Regions from separate parts of the Sus scrofa genome. Here region 1 is linked to region 2. A link is a contact called in public Hi-C data. All regions are on one chromosome and are shown on one strand. The core of a region is the stretch at or near the end of the contact, and the rest is flanking DNA. Distances in the headings are between cores, read along the strand shown.

Evidence for each region. A called contact is a pair of places that touch in the nucleus more often than the background predicts.
Region 1: a contact with region 2 is called in a Hi-C map of skeletal muscle, with 1.9 times the contacts expected there. The contact joins the enhancer-like site here to the promoter of SLC7A8 in region 2. A contact is called at or near these places in 7 of 47 Hi-C or Micro-C datasets (embryonic fibroblasts, epiblast stem cells, fetal skeletal muscle and 4 more) and 1 of 2 datasets of contacts at active chromatin or transcription factors (skeletal muscle).

Annotation. Positions count from the first base shown.
Region 1 is chr7:75,971,804-75,979,133 of Sscrofa11.1, reverse strand. It overlaps ACIN1 (apoptotic chromatin condensation inducer in the nucleus), which reads right to left. Exons shown (of 19, transcript XM_021099243.1): 8 at 7,117-7,235. Among named protein-coding and RNA genes, the nearest start is that of CDH24, 16 kb to the left of the region's middle. Within about 2 kb of position 1,748, at least 71 of the 83 cell types and tissues checked have an H3K27ac peak or open chromatin away from gene starts, as enhancers often do. A contact at or near this core is called in embryonic fibroblasts, epiblast stem cells, fetal skeletal muscle and 3 more, where this site is marked.
Region 2 is chr7:75,849,334-75,857,106 of Sscrofa11.1, reverse strand. SLC7A8 (large neutral amino acids transporter small subunit 2) reads right to left here and starts at 2,407. Exons shown (of 11, transcript XM_021099239.1): 1 at 1,310-2,407. The coding sequence starts at 1,448.

The sequences.
Region 1 (7,330 bases), core at 499-2,998, 120 kb before region 2:
AAAGCTGTGGCATGTGGGGTTGGGACTCCAACTGTTCTGAGGTAATTCGCCAGAGTACCCTTATATGAAGAGGAGAGACACATCTCTCCGAAAACAGTCCCTCAGAAGTGACTGTGATTTGCCCACAACCCCAGGGCCTCCCTAGCCCTTGGCCACAGGCACCTTTATTTAACCAAATTGCATGAGAAACTAAGGGAAGTCCGATTCCTTAAAAAGACGAGAAAGAACAACGAGGGCTGTGGCAAATGATCCCAACCTTGTGTTTAATCAACTGCTTAGTAAGTAAAGTCTGCTGACCAACGGGATCTGGACACACCAGGAATGGAGAAATGGTGGGGGCAGGGCTGCAGGGAGAGCAGGGCTGGTGAGGGGGTAAGCTTCAACAAGGACCCTCTCTAATCCAAAAGGAAAAATGAAAACTGCCGGACATAGTATGAAAGCTCAAAGAACCAGACCACTTTTACCTGCTCAGAGGTGTAGGAACTGTTCTTACATTCGGCTTTCGCCCAGTTTCTCCCACTCCCTCATTCCAACTTCCAAAAGATAAAGAGAGCAGGCCTCCCAGTCAGGACACACCCTCCCCCACACCATGCATCTCCCCCCACAAACACCGAACCCACTCCCCTACCCCACTGAATCACACAAGTTAGCTCCCACTGCAGGCAATAGATCCCAGAGGTTCACTTCAGATAAACTACCTTCCCATTTTCTTTTTTTCTGTCTTAACCCCTAACTTCTATCTCCAATCTCACCCCCATTACCATCCAAACACTGTGTGGGGGGATCAAATCAAGATGATCGAGGGCCTAAATCTCAGGAGAGGAGAAACCAAGTCTCCCCAGGTTGATAACTACCAACAGAAAATTTGGCATTCTCGACAGGCTGACTGACACTCAGAGGTCAGAACAGCCTCCCCAGAGCAGGCAGGGAGAGATGCACAGGAAGTGGGGAGGGGAAAATCGGAACTGTGCCCCCAGCTAATAGGCACCCACAGAAACACGAGATTCAACTGCCTAAATCTAAAGAAAAAGCTTATCCAAAAAATACCTATTTCCCACACAGAGAGGGCAAGTGGGGCCAATTAGAAATCAAGCAGGAAGGACAAAGGGGGAAAGCAGAATGATTAAAACAAACCAAAACGAAAGACAGAATGAAAGCCATGGGGAAGAGAAGGGAGATGGGGTGGGCCAGAGCAGTAGGGAAAAGGGATACATGGAAATGTGCAGCTCTCACCCTTCTTTGCTTTCTGATAACATGATTTTTTTTCTCCCCCTGGAAGTGCTGTTTATCCCTTTCTGGAATGGAAGAAATAACAAAAACCAAACAAAAAAATCCCAAAAAATTAAAAAAACAAAACACCTTCCTTGCCCCAAGATCCCACCACCTCCTCCCCAGCCACCCGATCCAGAGAGAGAAAATCAAGATGTAGCAACTGGGGATCCAAAAAACGGTAAATGGAAAGGGAGGTGGTGGTGGTGGTGGTGGTGGTGGTGAGGGGAGGTTAAAATAGATCTGGCTTTTAAGAGATAAGCGTTAAGTCCTCACGGCAAACCCCGAATTCAGCTGGCTTGGTCTCTCCGGAGAAGGAGGAGGAAGAGGGCCAGGCTGCTGGTAGTGGCTGGCTCTATTGTATTGGCGGAGCGGCGGCGATCAGCCGGAGACATGCAGGGGAGCCATCTTGCCACTTACCCAGCAGCCCGTGTGTGCGGATGGGGGAGGGCCCTGCTGCAGCAGGGGAGGGGAAAGAAAAGAGGGAGGCGCTGAGTGAGCAAGGTTCTCAGCCTCTGGCAGGCCGCTCTGAGCTCACTGCTGGCTCATAGGCCTGGCCTTTTTCCTTCTTTTCTCGGGTTACAACCACTGAAGCCTAACCCCACAGGGAGAGGGTACTCTCTCCTTGTTTCCCTGGGGGCGGGTGAGGGGGCTGGGTGGAGAGGACAAAGTTACAGCTGCTTGCTTGGAAGAACCCCGAAAATAGAAGGAAAGGAAACAGCCGAGCTGGGAGTGAGTTTAAAATGCTAAGAAGATAACAAAGGCAAAGTTGGAAAGAGACAGAGTGGAGGGCCATGAGCAATTTTTAATATGCCCACCTTCCTCTATCCAAGAGGGGAGGCACGGAACACTGAAACAAGATCAGCTGCTTCAAGGTGGGGAGGTGGGATGAGATTTGGCACTACCCAATCACCATACAGTAACCGGTTGCTGACCCTGAGCAATGGGAGCAATGGCCACGTGTTCCTACTCCAACCAGTCCTTTCTTTGAGATGGAAGGAGTGGATAAGCAGAGTGCCTTTCAGAATTAGCAGCAGAGGAGGGGAGAGGTGTCTCCAAAGAGATGACAGACAACCTTGTTTCACAGAGTCTTTAATAAGGTCACCCTGCCCCAGGGTCTGCTGGAGCCATAAAGGAAAAGGATAAACAGGGCAAAGGGACCTCGGATAGCTGAAGCACAAAGGCCACTTCTTGGAGCAAGGGCTCCAAAGTGAGGGCTCTGAAGCAGATAAGAAACTGAAGTGAGAGAAGTGCTATTGGGGCTGGGGGTGGGGGGCACGGGGGTTGATCTGGTGGGCAAAAAGTGACTGGGAACTAAATGGAAATTATTAATTACAGGTATCTTCTGACTAAATGTAAAAGGGGAAGCTGACTCTACCCATTCAAAAAAGCACTCCGAGTTTGCCCAAAAATGTTCATTTGTTGGCTGCTTTAGTATCCTAATGCCAGTAAAGGTTTAACACTAATACAAGCTTTAACCAAAAACTTGGTATTATTATTTGTAATACCAGAACTTTTAACCAGGACTGAAGTTTCCTCCCTGCTGCTTAAAATCTTAAATTTACACAACTTCATGCTAAAGGAATCATGTTTATACCTCACATTAAAGTTTCTTTTCACTTAGTGGTCCCTGTCTGCAGAGAGATTGAGAGTTCTGGAGTCAAATTGGTTAGGGCTCAATTCAGGCCCCAGCCCACCCCCACACTAGTGTGATACTGGGTGAGTTCCTGATCCTCTCTGTGTATCAGTTTCTTAATCTGTCAAGTGTGGGTAATAACAGTACTTATCTCATGAAACTGTGTGATAAGGACTGGCTCTGAAGAGTCTGGCTTGGAAGACACCCCAAATCAAGGTAAGGATATGCATAAAACACATGTACATTTAAATAGGCCATTATCTCTTTCGATGCCACCTATGGAGATTTTTTTTTTTTTTTTTTTTTGGAATGTCCTCAAAGAGAAACTGCCTATTCCCTGATGTAAAGGCACTAAATGGTACGACAGGTTCTCAGCCACACCCTCATCACTTATAATAACCCTAGTTTTCTTGCCCCTCACCCCCATGCTGCAGTTTCAAAGACTGCATCCTTTGACCCCTAGCTCAGGGCCTAACACAAAGGAAGGCTCAGTATTTCCCAATTAGGCTGTCACTATGGATACCAAGTGGATACTTAAAAAAAAAAAATTTTTTTTTGTCTTTTTTTGGGGGCCGCACCCCAGGCACATGGAGGTTCCCAGGCTAGGAGTCTAATAGGAGCTGTAGCCGCCGGCCTACACCACAGCAACAGTCAGATCTGAGCTGCGTCTGCAACTTGCACCACAGCTCATGCCAACGCCAGATCCTTAACCCACTGAGCAAAGCCAGGGACTGAACCCGAAACCTCATGGTTCCTAGTCAGATTCAGTTTCTGCTGCACCACGACAAGAACGCCAAGTGGATACTTTAATAAATGGCTGCTAAACTGAAAGTTTTCTCCTTAAGAAGTATCTTTGGATAAAATTCCCAAAGAGACTGTTACCCTATAAAGAAACGTTACCTTCAAATATCCTCAAGTATGTATTCCCTGTCTATCAACTATCCTAAAGTGCTTTCAGTGACCAATATGCCTCTCCAAAAGTGGCTTCCTTAGAGGAAGAATTTTCTTTTAATGGAAATATTTTTTTCAAGAATAAGAATTTTACATTACCCTTGACCATCTTAAGACACAATAAGTTTGTGCTATCTATTTCCCCACAATTAAATCTGTGGGATCTAAGAATTCCTAAGACTTTATTTTCATAAGAAAAAGAGGAAGCCCAAAATTGTCCCAAAAGGTTACTCAATCTATTTGCAGGACCAGTCCCAAAGCCTTGTTAGCTATATGTCAGAGCTTTTCTTTGTAATTCCTTTTAGAAAAAAGGCAACTCTCTTCCCACTATTTAAGTTCTTGTACAAATGTTTCTGGTATCTTTGAAAAATAGGTAAAATTGCATGGGGATTAGGGTTGGGTGATATCTACTCATAATTAAACAGCACACAAAACATCTACAGCTCAGAAGAACTACTTCGAGGCTAATAACACCATATTACAGTTCATATCTGAATACAAATGAGATTCAGAGAAACAAATGGAAAGGAAATTTCTGTAGACATTTAGGTTTGAACCGTAGTTGTTATAGAAAAATCACAAGGAGCTGAGGACATGCTGTGCAATTTAGTAAGAAGCAGTGGGATCTGACTACTTTTAGGTAGTGAGGTTTAAATAATACCCTCAGGAACATGATAGGCATACTAGTTTCAAGATAACTAAGGACAGTATGGTTTTAGAGGGTATGTCCTTAGATACCAACTCCTCAATAAGCAAACTCTTGGTGATAACAACAAATTGTACTTCTAAAAAATTACCATCACTTGACATACTGGCATTGTAGGTCCCGTGGGGAGTATCAATTACACTGTCATACTGGCCTAAAGGACCATGTCCTTCCTCCTACTCAGTCAAATGGACAAATAAGCATAGTGCCAAGAGCCCAATGCTGTTAATGCCAGCAAGGTTTGTGTACACAAGGTTGTATTTAGAAAAACTGGGGTTCAAATTTACTGTTGGATGATGTAGTTGCCCATACTATGCTCTTTCTTTCCCTTTTTCCCCCCTATTTTTTTAATTTAAAAAGAGAATGCCACTATTTTCTGCTATATGAGGAAATTTTTGTTGTATCTATAGCAGGCAGAGGATTGGATTATGGAACAGAGCTCAAATGAAATAGGACTGACAATTCACAAATTCCTGCCCCAAGAAATGAAAAAGAGACCTTACCTCATAAATTTAGAATTCCTCAGGGCACAATCAGAATCAGAATGGATTTAACCAAGCACAGCAAAAAAAAAAAAAAAAAAAAAAAAAAAAAAAAAGGCAATCTCTTCCAAGTGGTGAGAGGTCCTTGAAGTAAAGTCTAATTTTTTTTTAACACTTTACTGAACCAACAGACCTTAGCTGTTGTTCAAAAGTCATGTGAGTTCTTGTTGAGACAGAAAGAAAAACCAAGGTTAAGCCACAAATGGTCTTTTCCATTTAGTACTCATTGTTGATCCCACTTTTAAGACTGGCCAGGGGTCCAGAGGTCACCAGGCTGACCACTAGCACTCCAGGGGAGTGAAAGGCCAGGAGGAATGTCGTGAATCAATTTAGTAGGGCCTCCAGAAATGTAGGCAAACTTCTCAAAGATTCATTTACCAAATCCAATGCCAGAAGAGCCTACGGGTTTAGGCCTTTGGGCATGTCATTGTGTTAGGCCCGCTGAATCGACCATCTGGAAGGCAGGCAGAAGGAAAGCAGGTAAAAGGGATGTGTGTGAACTACTCCTGAGCTCAGACTGCATTTCTAATCTATAGGCTGCCCCAAGGGAGCTTGCCTAGGCAACAATGGACAATCTCATTATTTACTCAAGGTGCCATTTGCTATCACTTTGCTAGAATCAATGTGACTAGATGACCTCAGTCATAAAATGAAGATCAAAGCCATCTTTACTTAAGGAGAAAAACTCTGTATATGACTCCAAGGTTCATTTGCCCTGGACTTGCATGCAAAAATCCAAAAATAGAGGTGCTTCAAAACAGCATAAACAGATCCTGCTGCTCTGTTGCCAGGATCTCAGAAACCCACAGAATTTTAGGGCAATCAAGGAGCTTTTCAGAAAATTACTTGCTTCTTAAGGTGTACAGGAGGCAGTTCCTTGGGCCGAATTAGTAGCAGGCTGTCAATGCCTACTTTGAAACTGATATTACAGAAAAGACATAGTTACTCCTACAGGATGGGAAAGGAAAGGGCAGGTATGATCTCTGATTGATGCTCAGGAAAGGGAAGGTGTCACCCCATTTCCTCATCGATGGTGTAGCTGGGGAATCGTGAACACCTTCCAGAATCCGCTGGATTTTCACTTTAAGGTCCTAGAAGAAAAACCCTTTTCCAAAGGATAATGCAGCCATCATCCCAAAAGGGAAAAACAAAAACTTTTTTCAAAGGCAGCAGAGTGAACTTTTAGCTTTCAAACTAAAAATGTAATGGCCACAAGATGGCAGCAGAGTCAAAAATATTAGAATAGACAGTAGCAATATATCCCAAGGCTAAAGCTACATAATGAGTACAAAACTATTACTACAATCTTAAGAAAATGAAATAATAAATCATGTCACTGACCACCACCCTCCAAAATCAAAGGCAAAAGACAGTCTGAAGCGCTAAGAAGAATGAAAATTATTAGACTAGTGAAAAATCATATTGGTAGTATTAGTGTTAAAATGTCATTAAAACAATCATGGAACAAAGGCCAACTGTCCACACAGGACAGTCACCAAAGCAGTACAGGATCCCTGATGTCTAAAAGCTAAGAATCTTATTTCCACAATGCTTTTCTTTTTCATTTGCTATGAGACTTTGAAGCTAAGTATTTTGGTTCAATAGTTTAATCTGCAATACCTAGCTCAGAATAATGAAGAACATACCTGCACAACTACAAATTTAATTTGATTTGAGAGTATTAAGACTGAGTTAAAATGCCTTAGTCATTTCCCTTATACTGTCTTGGAATTTACAAACAGAAGCCTCTGCTGCCTCCTCCTTAAAGGAACTATTTTGGTTAAATGATCCCAGATAATGGCTTTCCTTATGCTCTCACTACCACTTTTCAGACTACCTTAAGGGTTCTGGTGGCAGTTTTCAACACAGTAACTGAAGTCTAGCATTAGTCCAAATAAAGCTCTGCCTTCATGTTTTAAGAAGAAACTAGGACTCAGCCAAAGAACCCTAGGGATCAAAGAACTATCCCACAAACTAGCAGTGTTATACCCCAGTTGAGAGTTATCACTTACACAGTGAGATGAATCCTTTCAGATTCTGGTAGGTGAGAGGTCTGAGTCTCTGAGGTTTGGGGCTGCATGGCAGCTGGTGGCTCTGCCTCTTCAGCTTCGCACTTCTTTGGGCTCCCCTGCTAGGACAAACAAGCAAAACAAACATAGCAACATACTTAAATCTGCCTGGTTCCTTTTCTTTAATGTGGAGCTGGTATAAAGCAGAGCATGGCGT
Region 2 (7,773 bases), core at 1,158-3,657:
CATGAGGACCATTGGGTTACCCAGAGAAACTGGCTTGTGGGCATCAGGACACCAGAAGCCTTCAAAAGGAAGTCTGCACAGAAACATATCTGGCCTGCCCATCCTGTACCCCTTTCTCTGGAAAGAAGGTAAAGACAGCAGAAGGAACTCTCACCCTCTGGAATGAGGACAGTAATGAGCCATTGCCCATCCATCTCTAGGGCCTCTCTGGAAAGAGAATGTGTCGTCTAGAGGCGGAACCCCATCTGGGTCCCTCTGCCTGCTAGAGGGCAGCTAGGGGGTTGGAATGGCCTGCACTGGCACTCTTGGGGACACCCATGCTCACCAGTTTCAAAGCCTCCCAACCCACACTCTAGTTACTCCCATTTCTCGAGATCCTCACAGAGCCTTCCATGGGTGTTAAGAGTCAATGTTAAGCGGCCTCCACTGAGCAACTAGAGAAACCGCAAATTACACATTTACAGAAAAACCCAGTCTGTCTCATCTTTTCTTCCACAATTTATTTCCTCATCTGTGAAATGGGAATAACAGCCCTGTCACATCTACTTCATCAAGAGAAAGTGCTAAGGTGGAAAAGCTATAGAAAGGCAAGGTATTCTTACTGCTGTTGTAGCCATTTTTATTATTGCACATCTCCTAAGCCCACAGTCTCATATAACGTAAAACAGTGAAATATCCACTAAATGTCTCAAATCTAGCCCACAGCCTACTGAGGAGATGGCTGCCTAAAAGCTTGTTAAAAATCTAGGTTCCTGGAGTTCCCTGGCGGCCTGGTGGGGTTAAGGGCCTGGTGTTGTGGCACAGGTCCCAGGCCCCGGAACTTCCAAATGCCTCAGGCACAGCCAAAAAATGAATTAATAAAAAAATAAAGTACTCATACTAAAAAAAAAAAAAAAAAAAAAAAAAAAAAAAACTAGGTTTCCCAGCCCTACCTTAAGCCAACTGAATCGGAACCTGCAAGCTGCAAGAGTGGAGCCCAGAGACCTCTATTTTCAACAAGCTTCCAGGCAACACTGACCATCAGCACTGACCAGGTGTGTGTCCCCTATTTGCTCCATTCATCAGCACTGGACAGAACTGCTCAGCCTCATTTGGAGAAAGAGAAGTAGGACATACAATGCTTCCTGCATCTCTCAAACGTGACCAGTGGGGTAGTTTATAGCACAGGTGAGTGACAACCCTTGTCTAAGGGAGTAGGAAGCAGAAACAGTGCTTTAGGAAGGTTGGGGGGAGGTGAGGGGTTAAGGTTCTGCAAGAGGACCACCAGACAGGGGGAGGAGTGGTCGGTGGGAAAAGGAATTGGACTCACCTACAATGATACCACAAGCACTGACCAATCCAATCTCTTTCTTCAGGGCCACTCCGCCCTCTCCAGAACCAGTCTCCGACTTGCTCCCACCTGGGTGGTTCTTTTCAGTGTTGTTTCGTTGCCTGGCTCCTTTTTCCATGTTTCTCAGTAGGATTTCAACCTCCGAAAGGTATCTCTCTTTCTAAATGCATACGGGTGTAAATATATTTAGAGAGAGAGCCTTTCACATGGAAATGTCCTTTTCCGAGAAAAAGACCATTCCTACCCTCTTAAAAAATAAAAAAATAAAAAAAGACCCAGGCAGGTAAAAGAAAAAAATGAAAAAATTCCTACTGTCTTGGCACTTTCTTGTTACTCGTGCTTACAAACAAAGAAAGTGTTGTTAAAAGAGGGGGGAAGAGACATAGACATTTAAATATAAAAATAGAACTGTACTAGCTACTCCGGCTGGAATTCTCCTGAAAGGGATGTGGCTCTTCAAAAACCAGGACCGTTCTGCAATCTATACCAAGCAGCGGCTTATTTCAGACGCTTCAAAGAGATAGTCTGGATTTCCCTCAGCTCTCCCCCTAAGAAAACAGATTGTCTTTACCTCCCCTTAAGCCTTTTCTTTTATGATGAGGATAAAAGTAGTTTTCATTAACTTAAGGGAAAAAAAGGCAATCCTCCGGTACTTTCTTCTCTTCCAGAAAAACAACTGTAGACCCGACCGGTTTGCTCTAGGTCCTGTTTCCACCTGGCGTGGGTTCCTTTCCCCTCCCCGTCTCCTGCCTTCCGCTTTCTCCAGAGGTCCTCCTCTATCTGGCTGGTTTTCTCGTCCCTGTTTTCCTTCTTCAGATCTTCGTCCTCAAGGCACAGGCTGCCCCATCTCTCGTGGTCACAGACGAGTGGCTCAGGCACAAACGAACGTGCTTCCCTTCTAGCAAGCAAGGGGTTTTATGTGCTGAGCTAGCTCCGCCCCCACCTCCTCGGTTCTATCCATCCTCCGTCTCCTCCTCCTGTTCAATTTAAATACCGGCTCGCAGCCCCCAAAGATCACCGAAAAGATGGATTAAAAGCTTTCTCTTTGTAATCGATCGACTCTCTTTTCTCCATCTTTCTCTTTGTAAGTAGTGGAAGTAAAATCCTTCCAGGTCGACTGTTCATGGAGAGTTCACGAGCTAGTATAGCGTTACAGGTCATTCAGCAGATGTGGGCTTTATAAATAAGGGATCCGTTGTGCAGGCGCTTTAGTGCCATCAGAAATACACTGTGAATGTATTAAAATATTTATGTCTGGATGATTTGAGGAAACAGGAGAGAAGGCTGTAGGGCAGGCAAGGCTGTAGGGACATTTATCTTCAAGTATCTGAAAATAGGAGGAAATCAAGGGTGGGAGAGGAGAATGGAAAGAATTAAGAATAACGGAAAAGAGCTTCATTTAGTATAATTGTGAGCAGCTGTGAAGAGTATAGTGGAAATAAAATTACCAGGAAGAGGTGGTAACCTCACTGTTCACAGCTGTTTATTTTGTGTTAGCTGAAACGGAGAGAAAAAAAAGACTCCCACCAGGGTCCCAGGAAAGAATGACGCAAAATCTGGTGGCATGAGGGCTTTCATAGCTTCTAATATTTTTGCATCTATAGCCTATTAGAAAGGCAGATGAAAGAGGGGGTGGGGCGTTAGTATCTCTCTGATCATGAAGCAAATTGTTGATGTTGATGATGAGTTGACTAACTTATTTCCATATTGATATTGTGTCTTGGCTTCTGTGAAGAATTTTACTCAGAAACTACTGCCTTACACGAGATCAATGCTGTCTATTGATAATTGCAAAGAAGTTTGAAAAAACCGCAAGAAGCAATAGAGCAGATAACCAACACTATAAATCTAAAATGAAATCATTTTGAATCTGCATGACATACATTATACAAAAGGAACTTGGGTTTAAAGTGGGTCTGAAAAATAAAGTTCCTCAAGCTGTCCACTAAGTACAGAAAGTGGGCATCATTTTCTGGAGAATGTTCCAAAATATTTTGGATTTTAAGGAAAATAAATACTTAATTCTTTACAGCAGGGATGGTTGAGCTATTGTAAGAAGGGCTTTTCCAAATGTGGTAAGTTCAATCAGCAATCTTTTCCACTTCACCCCTTGACCACTCACCACTCAGCAAGTATTAAGAGGTTTCAAAGGTTGGAACTTAAACTACTTCTCCTTCTGCAGTCCAAGATACAGCAAACTGAAAGCATCAGCAAAAAAAAAAGATGGAGGGTGGTGATGTAAAAAGAATTTTAAACAAAAAAGAACAGGCAAGGAAGGGAATATATAGCACAAAACTCCATGGGAGGGAATGAGTCATGGGAAATGAAAAAAATTTGATTTGCTTTTGGCCTTTCCTGGCATCAGAAAGCATCAACAATCTGATTTGAAGATTTCTGCCCAGATTTCAACATCAAGGTATAAAACAAATGACCTTTCTGCTCTTGAACATGAGTTCTTTCAGTAATGTATTTCTAATCTACATCATGTAGATTTAATATGGGCTAAAACATGAATGTGGTAAATTTGAGGTCTCTTGCCAAAAACTGGTGCTAACTGATCACAATGTGGTAAGCTTTAGCCATCTCATTTTTGTTGTTGTTGTTGACTTTTGTCTTTTCGTCTTTTCTAGGGCCGCACTTGCGGCATATGCAGATTCCCAGGTTAGGGGTCTAATTGGAGCAGTAGCCACCGGCCTACGCCAGAGCCACAGCACCACGGGATCTGAGCTGCATCTGTGACCTACACCACAGCTCATGGCAACGCCAGATCCTTAACCCACTGAGCCAGGCCAGGAATCAAACCCTCAACCTTATTGTTCCTAGTCAAATTCGTTAACCACTGAGCCACGGCAGGAACTCCATTTTTTTTTTTCTCTTTAGCCATCTCATTTTTTTTTTTCAGAGACTTTATTTTTTGTTTGTTTGTTTGTTTGTTTTGTTTTGTTTTGCTTTATCTAGGGCCGCTCCCACGGCATGTGGAGGTTCCCAGGCTAGAGGTTGAATCGGAGTTGTAGCCACCGGCCTACACCAGAGCCACAGCAACGTAGGATCCGAGCCGTGTCTGCAGCCTACACCACAGCTCAGGGCAACGCCGGATCCTTTAACCCACTGAGCAAGGCCAGGGATCGAACCTGCAACCTCATGGTTCCTAGTCAGATTCGTTAACCACTGCGCCATGAAGGGAACTCCAGCCATCTCATTTTTAAGAACTAAATAGCTTAAGGGGGGAATTCCCTTGTGGCTCAGTGGGTTAAGGATCTGGCGTTGTCGCCGCCATGGCTCAGGTAGCTGTGTATTAAGCACACTCAGTTGGGAAGACAGGGTTGCTGAAGATTACTATTTCTATTTCTCTAGCCCTTGGTGTTTATAAGTGGCTTATGACTGTCAATTAATGGTGCAATGTAAAAGCTTGAAAAAGAGTCTCCCCGCTCCCCACTGCCCCTCTTCAACAGGACCGTTCGTTCATATTATACAGCTCACTTCAGGTTGGGATCATATTGTGAAATAAATATACTAAGTGTGTCAAAATTCCACATGGCTAACATTGAACATAGGAGAGAAAGAAAAGTCACCATGTGGGAGTTCCCCCTTGTGGTGCAGGGGAAACAAATCCAACTAGTAACCATGAGGACTTGGGTTTGATCTTTGGCCTTGCTCAGTGGGTTAAGGATCCTGTGTTGCCATGAGCTGTGGTGTAGTTCGAAGATTCCTTTCGGATCCTGAGTTGCTGTGGCTGTGGTGTAGGCCAGCAGCTTTAGCTCTATGTCGGCCCCTCACCTGGGAACTTCCAAATGCTTCGGGTGCGGCCCTAAAAAGAAAATAAATAAATAAATAAAGTCACCGGGTGACATATTGAGAAAAATCTATAGACATAACTAAAGGTTATTAAATTTTAAGCACTGAATTCTTTTTTATTCATTATTCTATATTTGCCTTTATAATTTTTATTCTACTGTCTACATTTACATAGTACATCGTAGTCTGCAAACTTTTCTGCACAATATCTCGATTTTTTTTCCTCTTTAAATACTTTGGGTAGACAAGGCTGTTATTTTTTTCCCTATTTTAAAGATTAAGAAGCTGAGGCTCAGAGCAATGTCTTACCTGAGGACAAAGATAAGACACCTAATCTACTCATGGCTATCAAGATCTTTTCCCAGGACACTAGAGCTACTTGCTGATACCCCAGCTTCTTTCACCAGAGGGAAACAGAAGACCTTTGATCAGGGCCGTGACCACATCTTCTTGAGTTTATCAGAATGGTGCTGCTAGAGACCCAACTTCATGCCACACCTAACTCTGTTCAGTGAGACCCATGGGTCTTAATCTGCCTGCTGCCCCTCCATTCGTCACCCCTACCCAAAGTCCTCAGTTTGGCCAGTTTCCAATACCTGGGTGACTGGCTGCTGTTGTTTTTCACGCTTACAATGGGAAGAAATTGATCTTTTTAACCAGGGAAAGGGTAAGAGTGTCTTTTTCTTAGGAATCTGGACTCAGGAAGAGAACGGCTGTGTGAGGCTGACATCTACAGCACAAAGAGGGATATGGCATGGGGGCATGCAACTTGTATAATAGTTGGACAAAAGCAATGTCATGTTTCAGTACTTCCTTTTTGAAACAGCAGATAAGTATCGGTTAATGCAAAGAAATAGGGCACAAAGCACATTCACTCCATTCTTGATTTCTTTTTTCTGGACCCAAAAGAGAAGCATTTTCTTCTTTTTTAAAAATTATTTTTTTGGCCATGCCTGAAGCATGTGGAAGTTCCCAGGCCAGGGATTGAACCCATGCCACAGCAGTGACAACACTGGATCCTTAACCAGCTGAGCCACCAGGGAACTCCCAAATATTTTATTCTTGTTCCTTTTTTTTTTTTTTTTTTTTTTTTTTTTTGGCTTTTGTCCTTTTAGGGCCGCTCTCATGGCATATGGAGGTTCCCAGGCTAGGGGTCCAGTCGGAGCTGTGGCTTCCGGCCTATGCCAGAGCCAAGTCATGTCTGCAACGTACACCGAAGCTCACTGCAACACCGGATCCTTAACCCACTGAGTAAGGCCATGGATTGAACCCACAACCTCATGGTTCCTAGTCGGATTCGTTTCCACTGTGCCACGACGGGGAACTCCTATTCTTGTTCCTTATAACAGAGCTTTGAGGTCTGAGGTCACTTAACAGAGAACCTAAATCTCTTCCCAGAGGGAACTCCAGCATTCTCCTTCTCCTACTCCGGTATTCTTACACCCACCTGCCCAGAGTCAGAAGGAAACACTGACTTCAGTTAAAGCCAGCTTTCTTCCTAGTGATCTAGTGACCACTGCCTATAGTCAAACAGTGGCTTCCTGAACTAGTGGTTCTAAGAGCTTTTATTTCATTAAAAATGGAAAGTAGGAGTTCCCTGGTGGCCTTGCAGGTTAAGGGGAAAAAAGGGAAAGCCGATGAAAATTAGTGAACAAAGAAGGAGAAAGAAAAGGTCAAAACAGGTAAGAAAGGAAGGAAGATGAAATGATGAAGTGCCCTCAGTAATAAGCCTTTTTGGGGGTATGTTCTGTTTGCCTTTTGGACATATTCCTAAGTTCAAAGGAAATAGTGTCTTCTAGAGTTTATGTAGTCCTGAGAATTTGGATGGCACAGTCTCTGTTTTATTAGGATGGTCCATTAATTCATGCTCTTCTGGAGATAATGATGAATCCTTGCTCTGACACTAGAGACAAAAATTCCAGCAGATTACTCTTCTGTCTGCTGCACTTGGCCAGATTCCATGAAGCCAGCCTAGCACTAGTGGGAAAGAAATAAAGATGCATTCTCTGAGGCGGGCTGCACGTCCTTAACTCCTTTGCTGGGCCATCCGTCATGGGCCTTGGTATTCTTTTTAAGGATTTAGATGATTTCAGTTCTAAGGACTTAAATATGGAAGCTTCCACCTTGTAATTGGTTTTCACTGAGGATTCATGTATACCAAAGCTGAGGGCTCTTGTCTTTTTAAGATATGGAAGACAAGTTCCCTGCGGTCAGAGATTTGTTTTGTTCACTGCTATAACCCTAGTGCCTGAAGTTGTGCCTGGCACTCAATACATACGATTGAATGAAAGAATGAATGAATGGTGATGTGCATTAATGCATAATAAGTAAATAAATTACATAATGACTAATGAACTGGTGTGCTGATTAACTGTAGCATGATGTGCCTAGAGAGGGACTGGATTGTGGAAAGAGGAGAAAAACACATACAAAAAAAAGAAAAAAAAAAGAAATTGAAAACACCATCCAAGGTTTTACTTAAAGATTATTTCTCAGGACTTCCCACCCTGGTGCAGTGGGTTAAGGATCCAGCGTTGCTGCAGCTATGGTGTAGGTTGCGGCTGTAGCTCAGATTCTTTTTTTTTTTTTTTTTGTCTTTTTGCTATTTCTTTGGCCGCTCCCGCGGCATATGGAGGTTCCCAGGCTAG